2 separate regions of the Mus musculus genome follow, and region 2 is linked to region 1. A link is a contact called in public HiChIP or PLAC-seq data. All regions are on one chromosome and are shown on one strand. Each heading gives the region's core, a stretch centred on a gene start, on an enhancer-like site or on the middle of the called end of the contact. The rest is flanking DNA. Distances are from core to core; before and after follow the strand shown.

What was found. HiChIP or PLAC-seq counts read pairs in DNA pulled down with a chosen protein or histone mark.
Region 2: a contact with region 1 is called in an H3K27ac HiChIP or PLAC-seq map of microglia, with 3 times the contacts expected there. The contact joins two enhancer-like sites. A contact is called at or near these places in 1 of 115 datasets of contacts at active chromatin or transcription factors (microglia) and 2 of 9 other capture datasets (adipose tissue and pancreatic islet).

Annotation. Positions count from the first base shown.
Region 1 is chr1:131,179,207-131,184,965 of GRCm38.p6, reverse strand. Rassf5 (Ras association (RalGDS/AF-6) domain family member 5) reads left to right here. Exons shown (of 6, transcript NM_018750.4): 3 at 2,712-2,822; 4 at 3,515-3,812; 5 at 4,298-4,413. It also overlaps a transcript of Eif2d not described here. Among named protein-coding and RNA genes, the nearest start is that of Eif2d, 29 kb to the right of the region's middle. Within about 2 kb of position 3,140, at least 33 of the 459 cell types and tissues checked have an H3K27ac peak or open chromatin away from gene starts, as enhancers often do. A contact at or near this core is called in microglia, where this site is marked.
Region 2 is chr1:131,376,093-131,381,851 of GRCm38.p6, reverse strand. All of the region lies in intron 4 of Srgap2 (SLIT-ROBO Rho GTPase activating protein 2), which reads left to right. The region is part of intron 3 of Gm51644 (a long non-coding RNA gene); the gene reads right to left. Among named protein-coding and RNA genes, the nearest start is that of Ikbke, 99 kb to the right of the region's middle. Within about 2 kb of position 3,606, at least 120 of the 459 cell types and tissues checked have an H3K27ac peak or open chromatin away from gene starts, as enhancers often do. A contact at or near this core is called in microglia, where this site is marked.

The DNA.
Region 1 (5,759 bases), core at 1,891-4,390:
ACGCCAATGTGCTTGGAAGTTTTAAGAGTCCATAATCTAGATTCTACGGTGTTTCCCAGGTGGTGGATTTTGAGCTCCTGGACGGGGCTCACTGATTGGCCTACTTTGGAAAGTGATTCATTCCATCTGTAGGTTAGATCTTGCCTGGCAGGTTCAGTGTGGGCAGCAGCCAGACTGAACTGGGTGCTGACATTTGGCGCTGACATTCTATGTGAGCAAGGTTCACAGTGTTGGGCACACACAGGCTGCTGACGCTCCTAGGTAGATGGAGCTCATCGACCGCCCCCCCCCCCCAAGACCAGATCTTCCAATGCTGAGGTCAGGAATGCCATCTTCTGCCTTGGTCTGGAAGGTACCCATGGCTACTTGCATCATTTTCCAGCCTTGTGGAAAGGGAACAGAATAGATCGGTTGATGTAATGAATAAAAAAAGTGGAACAGGAAGAAGAAACCTAAAGCCAAGGCAGCTGTGACTCACTGTGGTCCAAAGTGGGCGTGGAAGCAGGCCTTCAGCAGCCACAACACAGCTGCTTTTTCAACAAGGAAATGGCTGGAACGGAAAACAGAGGTCTTCCAGGGACTTCTAGAGTTTTCCATCACTTAATTCTTTTTTTGTAGATGAATATGAGAATGTCCCAGGAATGACAGTCAGCCTGCCTGAGATGAGTAGAATGAAGGCTAAAACAGCAGCCACCCAGCTACCCATTCTGACTTGAAATGACCAGAGAGCAAGGCAGGGCCATAGCCAGGCACATCTGGTCCATAGAGAGGTATCCAGCATGTGGAGACTGGAAATGGAGAGTCCCAGAAGTGAAGACAAATGAGAGGAATCCGTTTGGAAGCCTCCAGATGAATGAGTCAGGTGAAGACAGCCTGTGAGGCTCACGTGAGTTATGCACTTTAAGCAAACAGGAGATGTCCCAGCAACTATTTTCTCTTGGGCATTCTTCAAGATCAAGTAAGAGGACATACTGGCAGGCCCCTACATCCTGCCAGCTGCCCTCACTCCAGATGTTAGGAGTCCCTCTTTGCCAGCTTCATAGATGATGCAAAACCCACTGGGATGCCTAGAGCTGGACCCACTGATAGGCCAGCTTAGATGAATGTTCCACAGGCCAGGTCTTGTTTTATCATCTGTTCATCCCAGGCCTGCAGTGTTAAAGTTCAGTGACCATTACTGGTGTGGTGGGGTGCTGATCCCGATAGCAGAAGGGGCTGCCCTAGGGTGGCCACATGCTCAGTTGAGAACTTGACTCCATGCTTATATGGACTTCATTCTTGCTCCTACTTGGCTACTCACTAGCAATGGGCTATCAGCATATTTATTTTCTATGTTCATGATCTTACAATAGGAATGCCATAGGTAGTGTGTCAGAGAAGGTATCTGGACCACCAACCCAGTAGTTACCATCAGGAGCTGTGGGTGAAAAGTGCACAGGAGCAGACCATGCAAGAGCCTCGAATGAAAGAGGATGTCGGCTCGTCTCTGTGGAGGGCTGGGAAGGTGGAGCCATACAGACCCAGCAATGCCCACTGCTCTTGGCAGTTTCCTGTGCCCTATAGGATTGGCGAGTGGGAGGAGGAAGTGCTGATGTGCTGTGCGTGTGATGAAGTCCTACAAATGGGCATGCTGAAGGGAAAGGCCAGGCATGAGCTCTGTTGGTGAGCACCCCACTGTGCTTCACTTGGTGGTGGGGACAGTGTGATGTGGAAACCGTTGTAAAATTCTTCAAACCAAACCCCAAGCAGGTATCAGATGCTGTCGAGTCATCCTTCTCTGGGCATCTGCTGTCTGATGTACTAGAGATGATTCCTGACTGCCCAAGTCTGCTGGGTTTCTAAGATCAGAATAATTCTGGGAGAATTTTCACCTACCGGCTCCCTGCACTCCAAGCCACTTTGGGGAGCATTAAGACAAACTGGGAAATGACCCTGAACATGAGGGAAGTCCAGAGAACGGACCTGTGAAAAAGACCTGTGGAGATCTCAGAATCCACCGGTACCATACTGCAAGGGATACTGACCTTAAGTTCCTTCTTCCATTTTCCTGGCGGGTCACAGATAAAGCAGGGAACTCTGTCAGATCGAATCATGTGATGCGGGGAGACCACAGCAGGACAGGTGTGGGATTTCTGGCTTGTTCTGCACATGGGGATGGGGGTATTGAGCTGGTAAATGCAGAGTCCCAGTGTTCTCACCTGGAGAATCAGGAATCAGGAAGTTTGGGTCTGTGAGATGTGGAGATAGCTGAATCCTTAGTGTATAGAGGAGGTGCCTGAATGAACTGTCCCTAACAGTTCATTCACTTGACAAATCATCACATGTTATGAGCAAAGCTTATTGCCAGTGACATGAGCTGACTGGCAGGCGGGATGTGCCCTTGGTCCCTGGCTATCGTTTTTTAGCATGTACTCACTCACACCTTTGTAGCTTATCGCTTCTTGGACACGGACAGGCCACGTCCCACTCACCGAGTTGATGGCCAGTGCCTAGGTATGGGGCATACAGACACTGGTCTCTCAGCCAGTCTGGGCTAGGTATTATTTCCATGTCATAGGTGAGGAAGCTTGAGGCTGAGAGAGATTTGAGTGGCTGGCCTCTTACTGCTCATGCTGGCACTTCTTTCTTAGCCAGAGGGGCATTTGGGAGGTATGCTTACTGCCCTCTGTATCCTGAAAGCCACTGTACACATTGCCACCTGTCTGTTCCAGAATGTCTGTAAGGCAGTGGAGGAGACACAGCACCCGCCCACGATACAGGAGATCAAGCAGAAGATTGACAGCTATAACAGCAGGGAGAAGCACTGCCTGGGCATGAAGCTGGTAAGCAGAGCCTGTCCATCCCTACCCAACATCTTTTCAGCCCTGCCTCCACAGGAACTACGACTCCCTTACAGCTCACTCTCCTTTGTCCAGGCCCAGCTTTCTGTGACCTCAGGGATCCAGAGAAATGGAATGGGCTCTAGAATAGACTCCAGATACAACCTCTGTTCCATTCACTCTCTGGCTACTTTGGCAAACTTTAACCTCTCCTTACTTCAGTATGAAATAGAGATCTCCACGCCCAAGCCCGTGCTTAAGAGATCTTGACATGTACAGTTGTCTTTAAGTGGTGACATCAGGCGAGCCCTGCCCCCTGCTGGTGACTGGCAGCAACTGGCTCCCTGGGGCTTCCAAGTCACTCAAGAGCCTCAGAAAATGCAGCTATCAGTCAGGCTGGAGTTGGGCTGGGTCTCTGAGGGCTTTGATGCCCTCAGAGGTAGAGAGGAGGCTGCAGGCTCTGCCTTTAGAATGAGACCCAACAAAGGCCATTGGCACCTATCTGGTAAAGGGTTGGAGTGGCCTAGTTAAAAACTTCCTGGCCCATGAGGAGAGTGAACTTCCTCCTGCACTTCTAGACAGGAGACTTGGGAAGGGACTCAGGCAGGCTGGATGGAGTAACCTGTCAGGTCTTCTGTAGTTTACAACCCAGAGTGAACTGGGCAGACAGAATCAGCAGTGCCTCCCACTTGCAGAGTGAAGATGGCACCTACACAGGTTTCATCAAAGTGCATTTGAAGCTCCGACGGCCAGTGACGGTGCCCGCTGGGATCCGGCCCCAGTCCATCTATGATGCCATTAAGGAAGTGAACCCTGCAGCCACCACAGACAAGCGGACTTCCTTCTACCTGCCACTCGATGCCATCAAGCAGCTACATATCAGCAGCACCACCACGGTTAGTGAGGTCATCCAGGGGCTGCTCAAGAAGTTCATGGTTGTGGACAACCCACAGAAGTTTGCACTTTTTAAGCGGATACACAAAGATGGACAAGGTATGAGTTTCTGACCTCTCCCTAGTCTGCTAATGCCCACAGTCACTAAACCTCACTATCAGTCCTGGGTGGGAAGTGTAGGCTTCCAGGCAGCAGGATTCATGGAAGGGCCAAGCACAGGCTCTGGGCAGGACCAGGCAGCTCATGCCTACTGTGCCCAGCTCCATGCACACACAGGAAAGACACACCCTGGGCTCTGGGCTCCTAATCTCTATAATGGGAAGGAGTCCGCCCACTGCTCCTCTTCCTCTGGAAGATGTTGTAAATGGAAATATGGCTAAACTTTGCCATATGGGAATGAAGGTAGTGCCTCTCAAATGGCAGGAATGGATGGAAGGCTCAGAGCCACCACTGCCGTGTCAGGTCCACGCCCATTAGAACCACCATGACTATTTCCAGTCATCTGGCCAACCTGTGCATTTCTGAGCCCGACCCCACCCTGTCCTCATTTGAGATGAGCACCCAGCCCTTCATTCTGCTTGCAGTGCTCTTCCAGAAACTCTCCATTGCTGACTATCCTCTCTACCTTCGTCTGCTCGCTGGGCCTGACACCGATGTTCTCAGCTTTGTGCTAAAGGAGAATGAAACTGGAGAGGTGGAGGTATGTCTGGGCCCTTTACAAAAACCAGTTCTGGCCAGATGGGTGCTGCTGTCTTAACTGCAAAGTGTAGGTGGGGCAGCAGGACTTCCAGAGGCTCAGCATTTAACCCAGGATCATCAGTGGGGCGCGCATCACAGGGAAGCAAGTTACAACCTGCACAGGGCAAAGCCTGTGGGAAGGATTTCATTTGCTTTGTGGAAATAGGGCTGGCATGGGGGTGGGTGTCAAACACAGAAACTGTGTTCAGGCCCCACCTAGTTTTTCCTAAGGCCCAGTAAGCTCAAACTCTGGGCTCTACTAGACATAGACAGTTTTGAACCACCTTTCTCTCCTAAAATGCTGACTTCCTTTCTCCAAAGGGGGTCTAACCATGTTAGACTCCTGGCAAAAATGTTGTCAAATCAGGCAGAAATCTTCCAAGCCCAGAATACTTGGGATGCGGTCTTTAGGGAGTGATGGAATGGAGGAGAGGCTCAGAGTGGGGTTGTTTTTGTTGTTTGGAGGAGTTGGGGGGAGAGGGGGGGGTTGGTCAATGGAGTCATGGAAGACCAGGGCAGATAGGGCTCTACATTCATTTCAACCAGGACAGCTCAGGGTGGTCTCGAGTCTACAAAGGCGTGTTAGTGAAGGGTGCACTGAAGGCTGTGCTCTCTGCGGGCCGCAGGCCTGGGGCTGGGAGAGTTGGAGCAGCTGTCGTCTGCACTCTGCTGTGCCAGCTCCAGAACTGCTTCCCCCACTCTCTCTCTCTCTGTGGACCATAGGTTCTTATTATCTAGTGTGGGGATTAGACCAGGCCCACCGTGAAATCCTCCCTTGTGCTCAAGGAGCTTGGAGTCTCAGTCCTTTCTCCCAGCGGAGGCTTCAGCCTGACCAGCTAGAGCCAACTGAGAGGTGTGCAGAGTATGCTCGGTATACTGGTTCATGAGAAGGTGGGCAGCAGGGTGGAGCTTGAAACCTGACGTCACACAGCTCATGAGAGGTGTCCTCCACCTGCCTCTGGGGAGCACGTCCAGCCCCAAAGTGAAGACCTCAGCTGCAGCTGCTCTTCTATAAACACAGGTGTATCCTCAGCTGCGGCTGCTCTTCTATAAGCACAGGTGTATCCTCAGCTGCTGCTGCTCTTCTATAAGCACAGGTGTATCCTCAGCTGCGGCTGCTCTTCTATAAGCACAGGTGTATCCTCAGCTGCGGCTGCTCTTCTATAAGCACAGGTGTATCCTCAGCTGCGGCTGCTCTTCTATAAGCACAGGTGTATCCTCAGCTGCTGCTGCTCTTCTATAAGCACAGGTGTATCCTCAGCTGCGGCTGCTCTTCTATAAGCACAGGTGTATCCTCAGCTGCGGCTG
Region 2 (5,759 bases), core at 2,357-4,856, 200 kb before region 1:
CAACAGGAATCTGAAACAAGTAGTGGGATTTATAGTGTGTCAGGTTTCTGACTTTTTTTTTCTGTAATATGACTTCCCCCCTCCCCAGGGAAATTTAGCTATACTCATTAACTTCCAAGTGAAATGGTTATTGGTAAAATTAGCTTTTATGGTGCTTACAAACTCAAAAGATTCCAAACATTTTTTTAGCCAGTATATAAGCTTTTGAGATCCACTTACTCCAAAGCAGTGTCATTATGACTGAAGCAGCCATTTGTAATTAGAAAGGCAAATGCAAAGTAGAAGGATTTACTGTGTAATAGCTGGATTTTTAAAAACTCCAATTTCTGTTTCTGGCAAGCAGGACAAGATAAGGAAAAAGAAATCCTTACCCTAGGATCATCCCATTTCTATTAATGTCTTTGAGATGGATAAAGACTTACATTCTGATAGGCTCGAACGTCAGGTCAATATCTATCTTTCTCAGCAGACTGTGAACTTTTAAACTCTCTGTTTTATATTCAAGCCACAAGTACATGACATATAGTAGATGTTCTATAAATATTTGCTGATGGATTTTTTTTTTGTATATTCCCTAAAATCCAGCTGTCTTTCTGCCTTGCCAGAATTCAGTAATTGAGCATAAACCTACTTTGAACTGTAATCAGCTATCTCAAGAGGGGAAGTTATTTAGCGCCTGTCTTGGTTGGTGGGCTCTAATCCTATCACTGCTACTTTAAATTTAGTGAGTTATGACTAGTATTTAAAAATCAGAAGAGAGTAGGAAATACAAGAAGGCGCTACACATAAGATTTTCATTGTAGACATACTGGATTATAATTTCAAAACATCCTTGCCTCCTACCCGTATTCAAAATGTCAAGCAGTACCAGTGTTTCTCACATGGCAACTCCAAGCCAGCCTTTCTTCACAATATTTGTGCTTTGATATAATTGCTGCTGTTATCATTTGACATGCTGGAGATTCACCACCACCAAGGCCTTAAGCTGCTGGGCAAGCCTTCTCCCACCAAACTATCCTCCTAGCAGTATATATATGTATTGTATGACCTTGAGTTCCCCAGAGTTTAAGTTCCAGTAGAGCACAACTTTGGTAGTCATTGTTGGTTTCTTCATCTGTGGATGAATGGAGACTAACAAGGTCCTTCCTACACACAAGTAAGGAAATACGGTTGAAGGGAAATTCAGAGTCATTTCTCAGCTCTGACCTGCTAGATCACCATTCTCTGCACCCCTGTAACAATAGCCCCTACTGAACCACTGTTTGTTTAGTTTTCTGTTTTGTTTTTGGTTTTTGGATTAAGTTGGATGGGAGAGGCCAGCCAGGTTCAGTTACCACCATCACCTAACATTGGCTTGATACCTAATAGCCCACTCCCTTAAACCCTATCTTAACCATTCAAAGCATTCTGGGCAAAGTGCCAGCTCAGGAACTCGGCCTCTTTGAAATAGAGTGCCCCTGAAACCTCCACCCTGGATCTGGTGGCTTGTCTCCTGCTGCAGAGCTTAATAGAACATTTATATCCCTTTCCTCTGAGATCTGGAAATGTCCATTCAGTTTTAAATTAGATATTTTTTTCTTTGAACAGTTGGCCTCTGATACATCTTTGGGGGTAAAGAGATGATGCTAGCACTGGTAGAGATCTGTGCACTTGAAAATTTGATTCCTTTTTGGAAAACTGCTGACCCAATCTCATTGTCACAGAATTAAATGACCCTGCTGTTTCTACCTACTAACAGCTTCGGCCCTGGGACCCTGAAATTAGCTTCTATCACATGACAAAAACATGCTTTCATAAATATACACACATCTAAAAATAAGGAGAGGTTTTTGTGCCTAATAGAAGTTCTGTAGTGTAGATAGGTAAACTATGCTGGTCTGAATAAGTAGGAAAGTAAAGAATCAGTGCTCCTCCTGGTGCAGACTAGTTTTAGAAGCCTTTCATATTGGTGGGTTCTTTGTTCATTTGTCTGTTCATTTGTTTTGTTTCTATCTAACAACAACCAAAAAAAAAAAAAAAAACCCATTGACATTCAGGAAATGTATTAAGAAAGTACAAAGTTGGGGCAAGTAGTACACAGATGGCTCAACAGTTCAGAGCACTGATGCTCTTGCAGAGGGCCCAAGTTTAGTTAGGTCCCAGTCATCTGTCAGCTAGTAACTTTAACAGCAAACACAGGGGATTTGGTGCCTCTTGCCTCCCCGGAAATCTGCACTCACTTCCACATACCCACATGCAGACACACACACCTACACATAATTAAAAATAATAAAATAACCTTTTAAAGGGGCAAGTGACAGTCCTACATGCAGGCTGAGCAGACCACACCTTCTGCTACCTTACACTTGGGTGGGGTGATGGACAGTGTGGAGATGAGGCTGTATGTTCCAGTTCTGTCCAGCCCTTGTCTGTTAGAAAAGGAAGGCTTCTTGCTGGTGTTTTAAGCACACAGCTGGAAGGAGCTGTTGCAAACTTATTTCTGATGAGACCTGCTTTTGTCCCAGGCAGAGTGGGGCTCCCACTCTAGCCAAAAAGGTTGTGATAAGTTTCAAAATGAAAGCTCCAGATATGAGTACACTATTGCACTTCCGAGTCCATTGTTAATTGTGCCACATTTCTAGTCTAAATTTAGCTACCTTTCTTTTTTCTTCTTCTTCTTCTTTTTTTTTTTTTTTTTTTTTTGACAAACACTTAAAAGAAAAACTTTACCCAAAGTTAGCCACCCCCAACTTCTGTTTGGTTTCCTGCAATGTTTAGATGACTCATTCTCTTCCAAGAAATCTTAAAGAAAAGAGATCAGCCATGTGTTGGTGCACAAAGACTACACTGTAAATTCCTTTTCTTCCCTGCTTAGAAACCCCTTTGCTCCTTTATAGAGAAGGGAAAGCTCTGCAGTCCTCATTGTCTTCTACTTGGCTTCATCAGTTTTGTTGTCCCTAGGAATAAATGTGCTCCTTGTCTTTGGGTGGGGCTCCCTAGTAGCTTCCCAGCTCTTTTAACCCCTCAGTGGAGATCCGCACGGAAGCACTTCCTGGGGCCTTGCTTTTCCCTGAAGGCTACTGTTAAGGCTTCTGAGTTGGAGAACAGGTGGCCTTTTATCATCTGTGAAAGGAGAGACACTGGCCAGTTCCTGCCTCTCTTCTGGGTCAGAATTGCTCATTAGGAGCTTTAATTGTATATTTTAACTGAGCTAACTAGAGCTAGCTACAACGTGTGTTCCCAGCCCAGCCAGAGGGAACGGTAAATCTGATTGCTTCAGCAGCTTGTTCAAATAAACAGGGATAATAGTTCATCGGGCCTCCCAACTAATCAGAACACAAAAGGAAACAGCTGCCTGTCTTAATTGCTGTTTTATTGGTTAGACTTTCCCTCCTCTTCCCCTCCCTTCCTCTTTCCACTCCTGGACTCCTACTAGTTTATTTAAGTCCTGGCTAAGCAACCTAGCACAGGATCAGGTACCATCTCATTTAACCTTTGCCATTTAAACCTAAGAATGAGGTGAGAACGGCTGGAAAGCTGGCAAGGAGAGCTTCTGGGGCTGGAAGGGTGGGCAGCTGATAGTGATACTCATGCTCACCTCTGACCTGGTGACTCTGAGGCAGATGGTGAGTCATTTTCTCCTCTCTTTGCCTTCTTGCTCCTCTGTTGCTTCTGTGGAACTCAGCCTTCCTCTTCATGGGAGGAAATTCCATGGGAAGTTGTAGACGAACAGTTGAAAGCTACTGTCCTCCCAGGTGACTGAACCAGAGGAACTAGGAATGGGAAATCTGCCCTTCCGGTCCCTGCCAGCACCGGGGTAGCTTGGGTGAGGAGTCTGCGGACACCTGCAGGCTACCCACAAGACCCCCCCCCCATGGGATCTTAAGACCTATGGTGAGTAGAACACAGCTGCTGCTCCAATCCAATCACGTGGGACCTAAGACTGCATTAATTAGGGAAGCAGAAAACCTGGCCTGATCAGGGGCACAAGTCCCTTCCAGTCCCCGCCAGCACCGGGGTACCTTGGGCACAGAGTTTGCGGACACCTGCAAGGTACACACAGGACCCTCCAGGGGATCTTAAGACCTCTGTGAGTGGATCACAACTTCTGCCAGTAGGCAGGTTCGAACATCAAATATCTGGGCACCTTCCCTGCAAGAGGAGAGCTTGCCTGCAGAGAGTACTCTGAACACTGAAACTCAGGAGAGAGCTAGTCTCCCAAGTCTGCAGATAGAGGCTAACATAAACCCCTGAGGAACAAGATCTAACCAGAGACAACTACAATAACTAACTCCAGAGATTACCAGATGGCAAAAGGCAAACGTAAGAATCTTACTAACAGAAACCAAGACCACTCACCATCATCAGAACTCAGCACTCCCACCCCACCCAGTCCTGGGCACCCCAACACACCCGAAAAACTAGACCCGGATTTAAAAGCATATCTCATGATGATGGTAGAGGACATCAAGAAGGACTTTAATAACTCACTTAAAGAAATACAGGAGAACACTGCTAAACAGGTAGAAGACCTTAAAGAGGAAGCACAAAAATCCCTTAAAGTATTGCAAGAAAACACGACCAAACAGGTGATGGAATTGAATAAAACCATCCAAGACCTAAAAAGGGAAGTAGACACTATAAAAAAAACCCAAAGTGAGGCAACGCTGGAGATAAAAAAACCTAGGAAAGAAATCTGGAACTATAGATGCAAGCATCAGCAACAGAATACAAGAGATGGAAGAGAGAATCTCAGGTGCAGAAGATTCCATAGAGAACATCGGCACAACAATCAAAGAAAATACAAAATGCAAAAAGATCCTAACTCAAAACATCCAGGAAATCCAGGACACAATGAGAAAACCAAACCTACGGGTAATAGGAGTAGATGAGAATGAAGATTTTCAACTTAAAGGGCCAGCAAATATCTTCAACAAAATTATAGAAGAAAACTTCCCAAACCTAAAGAAAGAGATGCCCATGAAAATACAAGAAGCCTACAGAACTCCAAATAGACTGGACCAGAAAAGAAATTCCTCCCAACACATAATAATCAAAACAACAAATGCACTAAATAAAGATAGAATATTAAAATCAGTAAGGGAAAAAGGTCAAGTAACATATAAAGGCAGGCCTATCAGAATTACACCAGACTTTTCACCAGAGAATATGAAAGCCATAAGATCCTGAACAGATGTTATACAGACACTAAGAGAACACAAATGCCAGCCCAGGCTACTATACCCAGCCAAACTCTCAATTACCATAGATGGAGAAACCAAAGTATTCCATGACAAAACCAAATTCACACATTATCTTTCCACGAATCCAGCCCATCAAAGGATAATAACAGAAAAAAAACAATGCAAGGATGGAAACCAGGCCCTAGAAAAAGTAAGAAAGTAATCCCTCAAGAAACCAAAAAGAAGACAGCCACAAAAACAGAATGCCAACTCTAAAAACAAAAATAATAGGAAACAACAATTACTTTTCCTTAATATCTCTTAATATCAATGGACTCAATTCCCCAATAAAAAGACATAGACTAACAGACTGGCTACACAAACAGGACCCAACATTCTGCTGCTTACAGGAAACCCATCTCAGGGAAAAAGACAGACACTACCTCAGAGTGAAAGGCTGGAAAACAATTTTCCAAGCAAATGGTCTGAAGAAACAAGCTGGAGTAGCCATTCTAATATCGAATAAAATCGACTTCCAACCCAAAGTTATCAAAAAAGACAAGGAGGGACACTTCATACTCATCAAAGGTAAAATCC